Linked DNA regions of Mus musculus: region 1 is linked to region 2. The links are chromatin contacts, called in public HiChIP or PLAC-seq maps. All regions are on one chromosome and are shown on one strand. The core of a region is the stretch at or near the end of the contact, and the rest is flanking DNA. Distances in the headings are between cores, read along the strand shown.

What was found. HiChIP or PLAC-seq counts read pairs in DNA pulled down with a chosen protein or histone mark.
Region 1: a contact with region 2 is called in a FOXA1 HiChIP or PLAC-seq map of pancreatic cancer cells. The contact joins two enhancer-like sites. A contact is called at or near these places in 2 of 484 Hi-C or Micro-C datasets (large pre-B cells and nephron progenitors) and 2 of 115 datasets of contacts at active chromatin or transcription factors (double positive thymocytes and pancreatic cancer cells).

What each region holds. Positions count from the first base shown.
Region 1 is chr13:28,852,070-28,859,460 of GRCm38.p6, forward strand. The region is part of intron 2 of 2610307P16Rik (RIKEN cDNA 2610307P16 gene); the gene reads right to left. Among named protein-coding and RNA genes, the nearest start is that of 2610307P16Rik, 30 kb to the right of the region's middle. Within about 2 kb of position 2,607, at least 37 of the 459 cell types and tissues checked have an H3K27ac peak or open chromatin away from gene starts, as enhancers often do. A contact at or near this core is called in pancreatic cancer cells, where this site is marked.
Region 2 is chr13:28,628,462-28,635,896 of GRCm38.p6, forward strand. The region is part of intron 5 of 2610307P16Rik (RIKEN cDNA 2610307P16 gene); the gene reads right to left. Among named protein-coding and RNA genes, the nearest start is that of Mir6368, 79 kb to the right of the region's middle. Within about 2 kb of position 5,205, at least 39 of the 459 cell types and tissues checked have an H3K27ac peak or open chromatin away from gene starts, as enhancers often do. A contact at or near this core is called in pancreatic cancer cells, where this site is marked.

The DNA of each region.
Region 1 (7,391 bases), core at 1,357-3,856, 220 kb after region 2:
TCACTATGTGTATATCCCTGCTGAGATGAATAACCCAAAACACCAGCCACAACTTTCTCCAGGGTGAAGGGGTTATTGCTAACATTAACTATCTTTATTGCCTTTCTCCTGTATATCCAGATTTTTCAACTTTCACGTGTTAATTTTTTTTCTTTTAAAAAAAATCATCACTGTAATCAGCATTAAAAGGCTATGTCAAAATGTTTCTTCTGGGGCTTGAATCTAGGGCCCCGTACCTACCAGCAAACGCTTTACACCTGAGCTACAACCTCAGAGACACAAATGAAACATGCAACACTCTAACACACTAAGTTGTGATCCAGTAATACAAAGGATTTAGGGGGATGAGGGCTATAAGTCAGACCCAATATGCTCTTTTTTTTTGTCCCTAAAATTCATATGTGTGTTCTGTATTTATACTCGTGTGTCCGTATGTGTGTGTGTGTGTGTGTGTGTCTGTGTGTGTCCATGTGTGTGTGTGCATGTGCATGTGTGTGTGTGTTATCTGCCTAGTCGTGATAGCCAGTGATCTTCAGGGATCTGCCTGTCTCCACTTCCCCAGAGCTGGGGTTACAATTCCTGCTACCTGCCCAGCTTTATTCTTGGGTACAAAGGATCTGAACTCAGGTCCTCAAGTTTTCCAGGCAAGCACTTTACCAACCCCGGCCCCACAGAATTCTTTAAAATGGGAAAGTGATAATGATCATTAGAAAGGAAAGCAAATAAATTCCTATTATCCATTAGCCTCCACATTGACCACCTCGGGAACACACCCCAGACATCGCTTCAACCATGCATAAATTTTAGCAGATTCCTCTATGAGCCAAAGGAAAACTCTGTCATCATGGCTCCTGTTTAGACATTATCAAAATAATGTCACACATAATGACCCCTAACACTATCAAATACCCATAGCTGTTCCTATTGTCCAGACTGTATCATAAATTTTTGCTTTTAATGTGCCCAAATTGGAACTCAAAAACGGCATACATTCTTGATATAGGCTCTCCTCTCTTCCTTTCCCTCCTTAAATATTTTTTTCTGCACCAGTCTGACTTGCTTGTGTTCAGTTTTACAGGGTGTGGATTTTTCTGGAAGCATCTCTGTGATGTGGAAAGCATTTTTTCTGTGTCACCTCTCCTGAATATGCTTGCCAGGCTTTCAGGCTTAGATGGTTCAGGTTTGCTTGCTTGCTTGCTTGCCTGCCTGTTCGCTTGCTTGCTTGCTTGCCTGCCTGTTCGCTTGCTTGCTTGCTTGCCTGTTCGTTTGCTTGCTTGCTTGCTTGCTTGCTTGCTTGCCTGTTCGTTTGCTTGCTTGCTTGCTTGCTTGCTTGCTTGCTTGCTTGCTTGCTTGCTTGCTTGCCTGTTCGTTTGCTTGCTTGCTTGCTTGCTTGCTTGCTTGCTTGCTTGCTTGCTTGCTTGCTTGCTTGCCTGTTCGTTTGCTTGCTTGCTTGCTTGCCTGTTCGTTTGCTTGCTCTGTTTACCAAGTTCTGGTATAGTGCAATGCCATGAACCTTTTTATGGTAAGCTCTCCTTTTGAAAGCATAACTCTACTAGTACTGCACTGTTCATTAAGGATTGCAAAAATGCTCTATGGCTCTATGCCAACGCACACCTGCTGGAATAGCTTCTGTAGAGAAGTTTCTCCTGCACTTTTGGGTTGTTCGAACAACCAAGTTACACGGAGCAACGAGGATAAGTATGGTTTGTTTCACTTTGTTTGCGTTTTCCAACCTAATAGTCGAGCTCCTTACAGAGGGTAAACCTGACCCTCAGGTTCTTCTTGCTGTCCAGGCAGCCTCTAGAAGATGAACTGTGGCTTCTAAGGCAAGGCACGCCATCATTGAAGACTTGGAAATCATGGAAGACAGGACTCTGGGATGCGGAAGCAGCTCTGTGGTTGAGTGCATGTTTAGCGTGGCCCAGAGTCCTGTCATAGCACTTGAAAAACCAAAATAGCTGCAAGAATCACAGGACTGTGGCCTGTCTTCCAGATAAACCATTCTGGAAATCTCAGGGGTCAGGAAGACCCTGTTCTCTCCTACCACAGAGGACTTTCAGATCCTATCTTTCTCACATTCCCCTTAGTTCCTATTGATCCTTCCAACCCCATTTTACAATCTGCTCTCTTTGGGAGGCTTTCTCAGTCCCCCAAACGGGGGTCACCCCTACATGTCTCATGCTCCCGTGCTTCTGAGCACTCACCCCAGTCTGTAACTATACACAGCTGTAAAGGCAGCTGGGTTCTTAACCCCCTCACTCACAAACTGCTAGCTTGCTGGAACAGTTAGTCGCCAGGTCTGTTTGGGCACAATGACTCAGACCCAGATCTGAGCTCCGTGCCAGGCACATCACAGCTTCCTGGTGTGCAATTACACACTGAAACAAAGAGTGAATGGGTACCTCTGTATTTTGTTGCTGACGCTGTTTGTTTACTCCCTTTCTCCCAAGGGGTATTTACCGACCAGACCAGAACGGTAGACGGTAGACGTGTCCAGCAACATGCTAGATACTGGGGATTTTGAACTAATGATAATCTAATCTAGCAGGTGGGAACGCAAACAGATAGTGCCAAGACTGTTTACAGGCCTGTCCTCCAGGGAAGGCAAAGAGTGACCCTGAGCCTGTGCTGGCAGGCACATCTGAGTTAGATACAGCACAATGCTCTGCTTGGTGAGAAGCAGTGGAAGAAGGTCTTTTTTTGACGAAGCTGGGCCCCACCACAGAGCAAAGGAAACAGCACTTTTTAAAGACAATCACTTCAGCCAGACCAGGTGATGCAGCCTGTCATTTCAGCTACTATAGAGGCTGAGGTAAAAAGATGCCAAATATACATGAGCTACAGAGACCAGCCTGAGCAAATGAATACTTCATCCATAATAAAAAATATAAAAAGAGAGCTGGGGGGGGGCTAATCCCCATGATAGAATACCTATTTAGCTTATGCGCAGCTCAGGGACTGGAAAAGAAGACAGTCATTTCAACTCAAGACAAGTTTGTTTGTTTGTTTAATGTTTTTATTTCTTTGTTTTTGTTTTGCAGAGGGGTTGGTTTGGCTGGTTTGCTTTTTGCTTTTTTTTTTTTTTTTTTTTTTTGAGATAGGGTTTCCCCACATAGCCCTGGCTGTCCTGAAACTGACTATGTAGACCAGGATAACCTTGAACTGACTATAGCTTAAATGATAGAGTTATGTGCCTCAATGCTTGATGAAGCTACCACTGACAAGCCTCAGACCATGAATTTATACTCACAATTAAGGAACTGAGACAAAGGGAAGGCAACGACAGATTCACAGTTACCTCAGGTTCTTGGTCTTGGATCCAACCAACCGGGAGTTAAAAATAGTTCAGAAAAACATGGGGCTATGAAACGTGTACTGACTCTTTTCTTACCATCCATCTCTAAATGCTACAGTGATGCTATTGCTTAGCTAATAGTTTTATACTGTGTTGTACATGGTAAGTTATAGAGAAATGATTGAAAGCATAGGAGATAATTTTCTGGGGCAGAGATTCTTAACCTGTGGGTTGTGACCCCTTTGGAGACCACATATAAGATATCCTACACCACAGCTACTTACATTATGATTCATAAGAGTAGCAGAATTACAGTTATGAGAGAGAAACAAATTAATTTCATGGTTACCACAACATGAGGAACTGTATTAAAGGGTCACAGCATTAGAAAAGTTAAGAACCAGGGGCTGGAGGGATGGCTCAACAGTTAAGAGCACTGACTGCTGCTCTTCCAGAGGTCCTGAGTTCAATTCCCAGCAACCACATGATGGCTCACAACCATCTATATATAACAGGATCCAACTCCCTCTTCTAGTGTCTCTGAAGAGAGTAAAAGGGTACTCACATACATAAAATAAATAAGTCTTTAGAAAAAGAAAAGAAATGTTAAGAACCACTGGTCTAGGGTCTGTGCAAACATTATACCATTTCACTCAAGGGCCCTGAGAATTCATGGGGTTCGGTATCTCTGGTCAGTGCTTTCATGAGGCTACAGAGACCATTTACCACACACTGGTTCATTGAGAGATTCAGAATAAATACAACTGCTGAGTCTCCATCCATCACCTGAAGCAGCAGCATAAGCTATTGTGTAGAACCGGTCAATCCATCAACCTGAGTATTCGTCTTGCATAAATGTAACTACAAAACCAGGAATAAATTGAGTAAAACAGTTCTCCAATCTGTTTTTCTAGGGCACTTAAGTTATGCGTTGGTTATTTTCCTGGTGCTGTGACCAATTACCTGACAAGAGGCAACACAAGCAGCTGGTGAGAGGAGGGGGAAATGGGATCCCCAGAGTAAGCTAGCTAGCTCTGCTAGCCAATAATGAGCTACGGGTTCCAGTGTGAGACACTGCCTCCATACATAAGGTAGAGAAGAATAGATCCCTCATCTCCACATGCATCACATACATGGATGTACACCTGCACACAAACAGCAGTTTAAAGGAAAAAGAATTCATCCTGGTTCAGGGTTTAAGGGAACACAATTTATCATTTCAGGAAGGCGGAGGGTAGAGCAACAGGTGGCTCCATGGCCACCAGCAACTTGCTCACACATCTGTAGATCAGGAAACAGGAAGCCCTAGTAGGAAGCAAGGCTGGGTTACAATCCACTTCCTCCATCCAGATACCACCTCCAAAGAGTTCCACAACATCTAGAAACAGCACAGCCAGACGGGACCCAAGAATGGATATGTTTTATTCATACTCGTATCCCTACTTTTTAATCTCAGTCTCTAGCAAAAACTAGCAACTCAATGATCAAGGAATAAATGAACGTGTGGTGTGTGGGGTTGAAAAGCCTTTAACATTATGTAAGCCATGTCGAAAACAGATGTTTGACCACAGATGAATGGCTCAGCCTTGGACACTTCTCAGTGACATGAGGAAAACCTTCACAGGCACGTTACTGTCTTAAACAGTCATCTATGATGTTACTTTAAAGCAAACGTGCCAGACAGGGTCACACACACCTGTAATCTCATCACATAAGCACCTGGGGAGTATTGACAGGAAGATGGCTTAAAGTTTAAAGCCAGTCTTAGGTAGAGTGGAAGGAAACCTGTCTCAGTAAAACAAGCAACCAAGCATAGATACTCAAATTCATCTGTCTACGTGAAAACACAATGAGATTCCACTACTTATCCAAGAGAGTGACTAAAACGTAAAAATTAACGCTATCAAGTATGAGCAAAGCTGTGGTAACACATGGAACTGCCACAGAGACTGGGGGAAGTGTAAATTGGTACAGGCACTTTTGGAAAACTATTTGGCAGCATCTACTAAAGTTTAATATATGCTCTCTGTCCCAGCAACTCCATCTCATAATAGGAACGCACACATATGTTCAGTAAGAGACATTCCACAACGATGTTGGAGAGTGCATCAAATCATCACACCACGTGCCCTGAAAGTACACAATCTTTGCCAAATAAATATTATTTAAATTCAAAAGAAGAATGTTCCCAGCAATAGTATTCCTAACAACAGCTAGAGACAATCCAAATGCCCTCCAAGAATAGAAGAAGGCAGTGTGTCATGTTCAAGAAAGCGAGTGTCACACAGCAAAGAGGTGCTACTGCCACAAATCTGAGCCTCACAAACAGAATGCTGAGTATGGTCCCAACACAATGGAGGACAGTGGGCCTTTCCATGGATGTAACTAAATAGCATGAAACTCCCTGCAGCATCTGCCCAATGAAGGGATTATAATTCAGTGGGCACAAAGTGGGAATCCACGCTCTCCATCTTAAGAGTTCATTTTGTGATAAGTCACTGAAGATGAATTTACAACTGTGTACTCCCCTTTATGTATTTTATACCTAGTAAAGAGGTTATAAAAATATATTCAAGAGATGATACTCTCTTATCTTCCTTTTCTTGTTTAAATTGCGATCTCGGCAGGTATGTTGACACAGTAAAAGGGCTAAGAGCGATAGCTCGACAAGCAAAACACTCACCAACCAACCCTGACAATATAAGTTCCAATCCAGCACCCACATTAAGGTCTGACATAGTAGCATGTGTATCTGCAATCCCTGCAGTCACACAAGAAAACAGGAAGTTCAGGGACCAGCTAGCTGGGCAGACACAGTGGCGAGACACTGTCTGAATCCAGGCAAGGATCAACATGCAAGGTTGTCCACTGATTGCTTCACATGCACTCTGGCGCACATGTGCCCATATCTGCATCCACACATATTGGCTCGAACATGCATGCACATGTGCGTGTGCTCTCTCTCTCTCTCTCTCTCTCTCACACACACACACACACACACACACACACACACACACACACACTCACACACACACACCCCAAACACAAGTTAGTGAGTTAGTCAATCAGTTAAAATACAAGACCCTTAGAACTTTTGCTTTACTGGATGCTTTTAAAAGGACAGCTAGAAGAAAAGAGAAAAGAGGAAAGAGATTGAGTTAGTATTGAACAATGGTACTACCTGATCTATGTCCCATCAAATCCCGGCGCCAGAAAAAGAACGGGGCTCAGTAATAGAGTACTTAGCATGCAAGAGGTCCCAGGTTCAATCCCAACACTACAAAAAATAAAAATGAGGAATTCATATGCTCAAGTTTAGCTTTCAGTACCTTAGACTGTGATTCAATTAGGAAACTTGTTGAGGGGGTAATTAAGCTAAAATGGGATCATAAGAGTGAACCATAATCCAAAATAGCAAATTTGTGAGAAAATAGAATTTGGATATCATTTCCTATAAAAGAAAGGAATAGGGAGGCAGAGGCCAGCCATGTGCTACACAAGGAGACCCAGAAGAGAGCCTTCACTCTCACACACTGGAGGAAATCTTGGACTTGCAGCCACCAGAAGTACGGGAAAGACTTCTGTTGTTAGAGCCATCTGGTCTGTGGCTCTCTGCTATGTTCGTTGTAGAAAGTGTCCCGATACCTCTGCACATGCTCTCAGACCATTAGCTCCCCAAAGGCCCCCTGAATCTACCAGACTTAAGTTTTCTGGGACTGGATATAGCTCAGTTCTAGAGTGCTTCCCTACCATGTACAAAGTCCCAGGTTCAAGCCCCAGTACTGGAGGCAGAGCACGTCATACTCTAAACCCTAACTGCACATTAGGGGTGGGGTTTTAGCTCAGTGGTGGACAGCTTGCTTGGTCACCAGAGGCATGGCTTGTCCACAGCACCCTATAATAAATAAGCAGGTTTCCTTTGAAATTCCAGACTTGAGCTACCTGTTTCATGTAGTAATGTGTCTCCCCACGCGCTCAATGCTTTATTACTTCTGGTTTTGTTTGATGTTGTTGGTTTGGGATTTGGGGAAGGGGGAGTCTGCCCACCCATTTTCGAGGTCTACCTTTGTGCCATCCACCAGAAGCCAGCAATCAA
Region 2 (7,435 bases), core at 3,955-6,454:
GGCTGAGAGCCTGACTTCCCACTCCCAGAACCAGAAGAAAGTGGGCCATGGTCGTGTGGGCTTATAATCCCAGAGCTCCTGGCAGACAGAGTTGGGAGAATCCTGGAAGTGGGTGGGCCAGCTAGTGTGGTCTATGCAGCTGCAGGAAACCAGAACAGATCCTGCCTCAAACAGGGTGGAAGATGAAAACCAACACCAGAGGTTATCTTCTGGCTTCCGTACCCACTGTGGTGCACGCAAGTGCACACACACACCATAGATTTGACAACTTGAACATGTGCAAAGGTCCTGGGGTACTACAAAGTTAATAAGAGAATCCTAAGGAAGCCCATTTCTCTGTTTACAGAATTCTCCCTCCTCGCATATTTCTCAAATGTGGCATCCTCTGAGGAGCTACTGTTTCCCCCTCCCCAACTCCAATGTAAACTGATAGCCCTCATACCATTAGGACATTTCTTCCCCACGTCTGTTAGCACTTAACTCACTCGAAGACAATTATCTGTTTATACATCTGCCTCCCTCACCAGCAGGAGGGACACAACAAGCATCTTTCTAACTCTTGGTACGCGGTGCTAAGCAGGTTTACAACACTTGTGTATGAGTGAATGGATCTGGACAATCCGACCGTGCTCCCCACTCCACCCCCGCCCCCTGCACACCATGGCTAATCATTCTGCCTCACAAATGTACTTCTCTACTTTGAGAGTTGACTACCTTTTTTTTTGGGGGGGGGAGGGGGGGGATAAAGACTCAACTGTGCAGTAATAACTCAGTTAGAAAGCCCTTTCTCTGGCTGCCCTTAATGAATCATAAGGTGTTATTTACCACAGCCTCGGAACCATCTGCACAGACATTGTTAACACAATGTAATTCGTTTTATAAATATCACACAATTATCTAATTTTTTAAAGGCTCTGGCTGCTTTGAAAGGTGTTATTTTGGAAACAAGTCCTGGCCCATCCCAGGGAAATTCCCAAACCAGGATTGTAATTGCTAAGTATATCCACAGAAGCCCTGAGAGGCCGGACAGGAAGTATAAATCCCTGAGCTGTTGTGGACATTTCTGAGTGCTGCCAACACAACAGGAGAGGGATCACACGCACCCCTGTCCCACGTGTGGTCACCTGCCCTGTGTGCACTCGGATAATGATTCCAGAACACCACAAAGCCCAAAGTCGGTTTCCCTCCCTATTGTCAGCAGTCCCTCCCCTGCAGCTCCAGGACACTTGCCAGCCTGTGTGTGTCCCACAGTTGCAAGGATTAGGAACAGGGACATGCCTGTCCACTGGCCATTTCTGCTGAGACTTCCAAATGGAACAAGCTGTCTGTGGGTTTTCCTTACAGGGTGCCAGCAACCCCAGCCCTGACACTCCTCCCACCTCCCAGAGTAAACCCTCCCTTCTGGGACAGGAAAAACAATACAATCAAGATTAGGGTATTCCTGGAGCAACCCGACTCTCCAGCTCTCTGGCTATTTGATACAGGGCTGTTAGACAAGGCCCTGCCCCTCCTCAGTCTATCTTTACCTGCCATCTTTAGAGGATTACTGGGGAAGGGCTGGCAGTGGTCTGTAGTAATTTAACCCAGGCCTCCTGGAGCTGTTTATGAACAGATGTGAGCTAACATTCCCATACAGCCAGGCAGAGTCCTGGATTCCTGAGCAAAAGCAGTGTCCCTGAACAGTGTGCTGAGCCCCACTTTGTCTATCTACTGCAGTGGGGCAGGATGTGGGCGGCCTGGGAAAAGAGCCCTCATCAGCACAGTTCTGAGGCTGCCCTTTAATGCATGTCTGTCTGTCTGTCTGTCTGTCTGTCTGTCTGTCTCTGTGTCGGGGGGGGGGGGTGTAGGTGGAGGGAGAGGGAGGCGGAGAGAGAATCTGGCACACATGAGAGTTGGTACTTCATTACAGACTTCCTGTCTTTATCTCTAATAACTATAAAATCCCTTGGGAAGAAAGAAAGGGTGCTATGAAGTGCCACAGGAAGGGGTAGACACCACCAAGGAAAGGAAGGCAGGGCCAGGAAACAAGAAAGCCTGAGAAGGGGGGATGGGGGATGGTGAACAACTGCTCTGGGAGGGACAAACCCTGCACTGGCCTGACCTTCAGGGGAAGCTGCCTACCTGCCTGGTGTTTCCACTGGCCAACAATCCAGAGCTTAGGAGAGCACCCTGGACTGGGGGAGGTCAGACCGTGTTGGCTGGGGCCCACCCACCAGTCACCATTTGCTGGACTATAACCCACAGACCATCTTCAGAGGCTTCAAACACCCCACCTAGGGAAAAACACACCACTAGTGTAGAGTCTGTTACTGCTAAAAAAAACAAAAACAAAAACAAAAACAAAAAGCCCTTAGATTCCCTAGATTGGGTACTTTGCAAACAATGAAATTGGTTTCTTACATTTCTGGAGGCAAGTCCTAAATCAAAGAGCCACTGGACAGATGCCTCGTTGGGCTCGTGTTCCACAGATGGAACCTTCAACTTCACCCTGACCAGAGCTCATGTTCCATAGGACCAGGCACCCAGTAAGACAAAACAATGCCTCATTAGCAATGTGGGGTGCTCGACTGTGCACCCACCCAGCAGACATGAACTCCAGCAAAGGGCTGGGAGTCAGACTGCCACACCCTGTTCTGTACAGGGCAGGTATCAGGAACATTGTACACTGACAATTCCCCTTCCTCAGACAAGAGGCAGGAGAGAGAGCTCAGCTGGTCAAGTGCATTGCTATATAAGAACGAGAAGCTGAGTTTGAGCTCCAGCAACCACAGTGGGAAGAAAAGCCAGGCACTATGGGTATTCTAATCGCAGGACTGCAGAAGTAGGGACCAGAGACTCCATGGAACCTGCTGGCCAGCCAGCCTAGGGGAATCATTGAGTTCCAGGTCCTATGCGAGACTCTATCTCAAAATGTAAGATACGAAGCAATTGAAGAAGACATTCACTATCAACCTTTGATATATACACACACACAAAGACACACACCATAGACTAACACTAAGGGGCAAGGGGCTAAACTATTAGTTTCTAAAAGAAAGTTCATGCATTATATTATAACATATCTTAAAATCTAGAGTAGGGCACACTGCTGTAATTCCATTACTGGTAGAATGAGGCAGGAGGACTTCATGAGTTCATGGCTAGCCTGGGTTTTACAGTGAAACCCTGTCTTTGAAAAAAAAAGAAGGAGGAGGAAGAGGAGGAGGAGGAGGAGGAGGAGGAGGAGGAGGAGGAGGAGAAGAAGAAGAAGAAGAAGAAGAAGAAGAAGAAGAAGAAGAAGAAGAAGAAGAAGATGATGATGATGATGGCTGGAAAGATGGCTCATTGGTTAAGTGCACTCACTGTTCTTCCAGAGGTTGTGAGTTCAATTCTCAGCAACCTCATGGTGGCTCACAACCATCTGTACTGGGATTTGATGCCCTTTTCTGGTGTGTATGAAGATAGCTATAGTGTATTCATATATATATATATATATATATATATATATATCTTTTAAAAATTCAAAGTATACATCCAGAGACACACACACACAAAGAGAGAGTGGAAGATTTTTAAGTTTATGTTTCTGTGAAGAGAGAAAGAAAGAAGAGACAGAGAGAGAGAGAGAGAGAGAGAGAGAGAGAGAGAGGCTATTACGTTTATATGTTTCTATGAAGGTGAACTAGGTAGCAAGTATTTGGGACTCTGTGAGCCAGACTGTGCCCTGATGAGTTAGCTGCATCCTACAGCCCATAGATAGCTAAAGACATAGAGAAACCTGTCCATGTTCTAATGGGATGCTTGTTTACAAAAACAGACACCAGACACAGTGGCTGAGTCCATTGGCATTACCAGGAAAACTGAATGTGGAGGACTCATCTTAAGTCATACAGATCTGAACCACAGTTCTGAAGTTCAGAAAGCCAAGGGAAAATCACCATAGCTGCCTCAGGGCTGGGGTTAGCAAAGGAGCACGGAGAACAATGCTCCTCTGTGTTGAAGACCATAGCTCGGCACAGTTTGAAGATTTTCCAACATCTGTGGAAATCCATGCTTTCCCAAGTCTCAGGAAACTGCATGCTTATGAGAGGCAGGAAGAGGGTGAAGATACACAGTGGTAGAAACTGAGGAAAAGCAGCCCCACGGGGAATCAAAGCACTGATTCTAACTTTCCCATAAACAGCTAAGCTCTTTGACTGCTCCAGCCATACTCCAGAACTCACAGGAGCACAAACTTGGGTCACAGAAATAGAAATATTTAACCAGAGCTGGAGAGAAGAACGAGAGCATTTGCTGGTCTCACAGAGAACCTCAGTTCAGTTCCCAGCACCTATAAAGGATACAAACAGGCAAGTGCCAGAAGCTCCAACACCCTCTTCTGGTTTCCACTGGTATCTGCACATCCATCTCCCTCTCTCTCTCTCCCTCCCTCTTCTCTCACACACACATTATAAAAATAAATGTTAAGAATAAATAAGTAAAACCACTTGGCACTCAGGAAGCAGAGGCAGGCAGATCTCTTAGCCTGAGACCCCCTGGTCTAAAGAGGAAGTTCCAAGACAGCCAGTGCTACAAAGAGAAACCCTGTCTGGCAAAACCAAATAGATAGATATAGATAAATAAATACCCAGAACCATTTTACCACCAAAGGGAAAACACAAAACAAAAAAACCTGTCAGCTGTCACAAAACTAGGGTATGGGGGATTATAAGGCACCATGACTATAAGCCACTAGGTCCATGGGGAGGGTCAAAAATGCATTTCCAGCCTCAACATCACATCCAGTGTTTGTGTGTCTGTGTATGAGTCTATGAATGTACGTTTGAGCATGTATGAGGACCAGCGACTCATTTCCAACCTTGACCTCATGTCCTGCCTTATCACAGACAACCCGGAAGTGATTGTGGAACAAAAGAATGCACAATCAATGAATCACAGACAACTTTGTGAGCTAACTCACACCTTATTCAGAAGGAATATTCCATGCAGAGCCACTGAATTGCATATTTAGTTCTTCAGGAACTACAAGCAACTGCTGGAGTAATAGGAGTGGTCTAAAGGAGGGGAATTACCACTCCAGGCAGCTAATTCCACGCTCAGGAATTATTCATGCATGATGAGAACCCATCTGTAACATCAATGAAGTCTTTATTCTTGAAGACTACTCACAGAGGACTCGGGCTAAGTGTGCTAATATCTCTGCCTGGGCTTTCCCAGGACCTGGGAAATGGCAGTGTGATTGCTCAGCGGGCTGTGTGGTTACTTTCACATCTCCTCCACCCACCATCTATCACCTTGGGATTCCGCAGTCTGCAATGCAAGCTCTCAGCAGCAAAGGGGGTGGGAAGAATGCCTCGACTATTTCTGCCTGTCGCCTTGTTTTCCCCCTCTGACCACAGGGGCAGGGCAGGTGCATTCAGGAGACACTGGCACATAGAACCATTACAACCTCTGAAGTACCTCTCCCTGCTACCCAGCTGAAGGTCAAATGGGAACAGCCTGCCTTCCTCCCACAGGTGCTGGCCCCTCAAAAGGAATGCAGACTTTGAGCTCCATTGATGTTTTCAAAATACTGCTGTCTCTTTGAACTAGCATGGAATGTGTAACTTTACCCACAGACTGTGCAATTTTCCAGCCGTCCAGTTTCTACGATATAACTCATTTCAACTATTTAAAAAAAAAATGCCTTGAAAGAATCCCACTATAAAGATTCAGAAAATAAGCTGTCTTCATCTTTTGCTTAGAAACACCATAGATAATTATGTCCATATGTGCGTGTCCGTGCATATAGAATTTTAGTTTTTCAAAAATGACAACCTTCATTAAAAGGGTCAGCTTATTCAGCAGGCCTCTCTCTTCCTCCCATCTGAGATTCCAGAAGCTGACCCTTAGAAGGCCAGATGTAAATCAGGCTAGAAGGCTCCAGGTCCCAGTTACTCAGTCCTTTAAATGAAAACACTGTTTACCTGCAACAATGATCAAAATGTTGTCCATTTACTTCACAGCCATCTAGATAAAATGAGGCTAATAATTACAGAAAAAGTAAAATATTTCAAATATATAAAGTTTGGAAGTAAATAGTTTAGATAACACTTTCTTGGTTCTTTGTGGTTGGCTGATACAGTGTCCTTGGAATTATTATTAAGAGTAAGCTCACAGCCAGGCAGTGGTGGCACATGCCTTTAATTCCAGCACTTGGGAGGGAGAGGCAGGCGGATTTCTGAGTTCAAGGCCAATCTGGTCTACAGAGTGAGTTCCAGGACAGCCAGGGCTACACAGAGAAACCTTGTCTGGAAAAACCAAAAGGGAAAAAAAAAAAAAAAAAGAGTAAGCTCACAAAAATGTTGCAAAGGAACGTAAATATAAATACTTTTCATTTAATTCAGATATGCATGACTTTACAGGGTGAAATGAGCACACAAACTCATACACACACACACATACATATATATATATATATATATATATATATATATATATATATATATATACACACACCCACAGAGACACACCCACTAACACACACATATACACACAGATATACATACAGACATACATATAAGTATATAAACATACCTATAAACATATAGACATATACACAGACAGGCACAGAAACTACATCTAGACATACACACAGAGACAGACAGACATTCAAGAACAGACACACAAACACAGAGATGCAATGCATACAGAGAGACACAGATAAATAGACAGACACACAGATACACACAGACACACACACACACACCTTCCTTCACAGAGCTGAAATGTCAAACTCAAAATAAATTCAAAACATTTACAAAGTAAATTTAGACATCTAAAGGGGATTTCCCACAATTAAATTTGCAGTACTATCAACAAAATCGGTTTATTTTAAGACGAGCTGCCCGATACATAAATTCCCCTTTGCCTTTGAAATGCTTTTACCAGATAAGATAGCTTTTGTTTAATCTACTATTTTCAGAACTTGCTTTGGGGTCTGAATGCACCCAGTGGAGTGACTTGAGATTTCCTACCCTGCTTTCAAATGTGCTTCTTCTGTCTGTTTGTATTTAGTAATTTCCTGTCAAACAACCTCACATAATTAACTTTCCTTGCTCCAACCCACTTTTTTTTTCCTATTCCTACTTCCTGAGGATGGTAATAAAATGCTGATTACAGGAGACTGTTATTTGCTCCCCTCCCAACCCCCTCTCTGACTCCCTTTGTGGGAACACTGGCTTAGGTTGCAGGGAGGTTCTCACCAGGGAAAGACCTGGACCAGAACTCAGCAAAGACTCTGTAGCCATTTGTGATCATCTGTATACTGGACCTCTCACAGACAAAAGACTGCAATGTTGCCATTACATTGCTCTTGCTATGGGAAGAAGAGAGAAAGAAACCAGAGGTCCCAGCCAGCCTCCAGATCAAGCCTCTACAATGATGTCATCCAAAGGGTCCCCACTGCCACATGTTC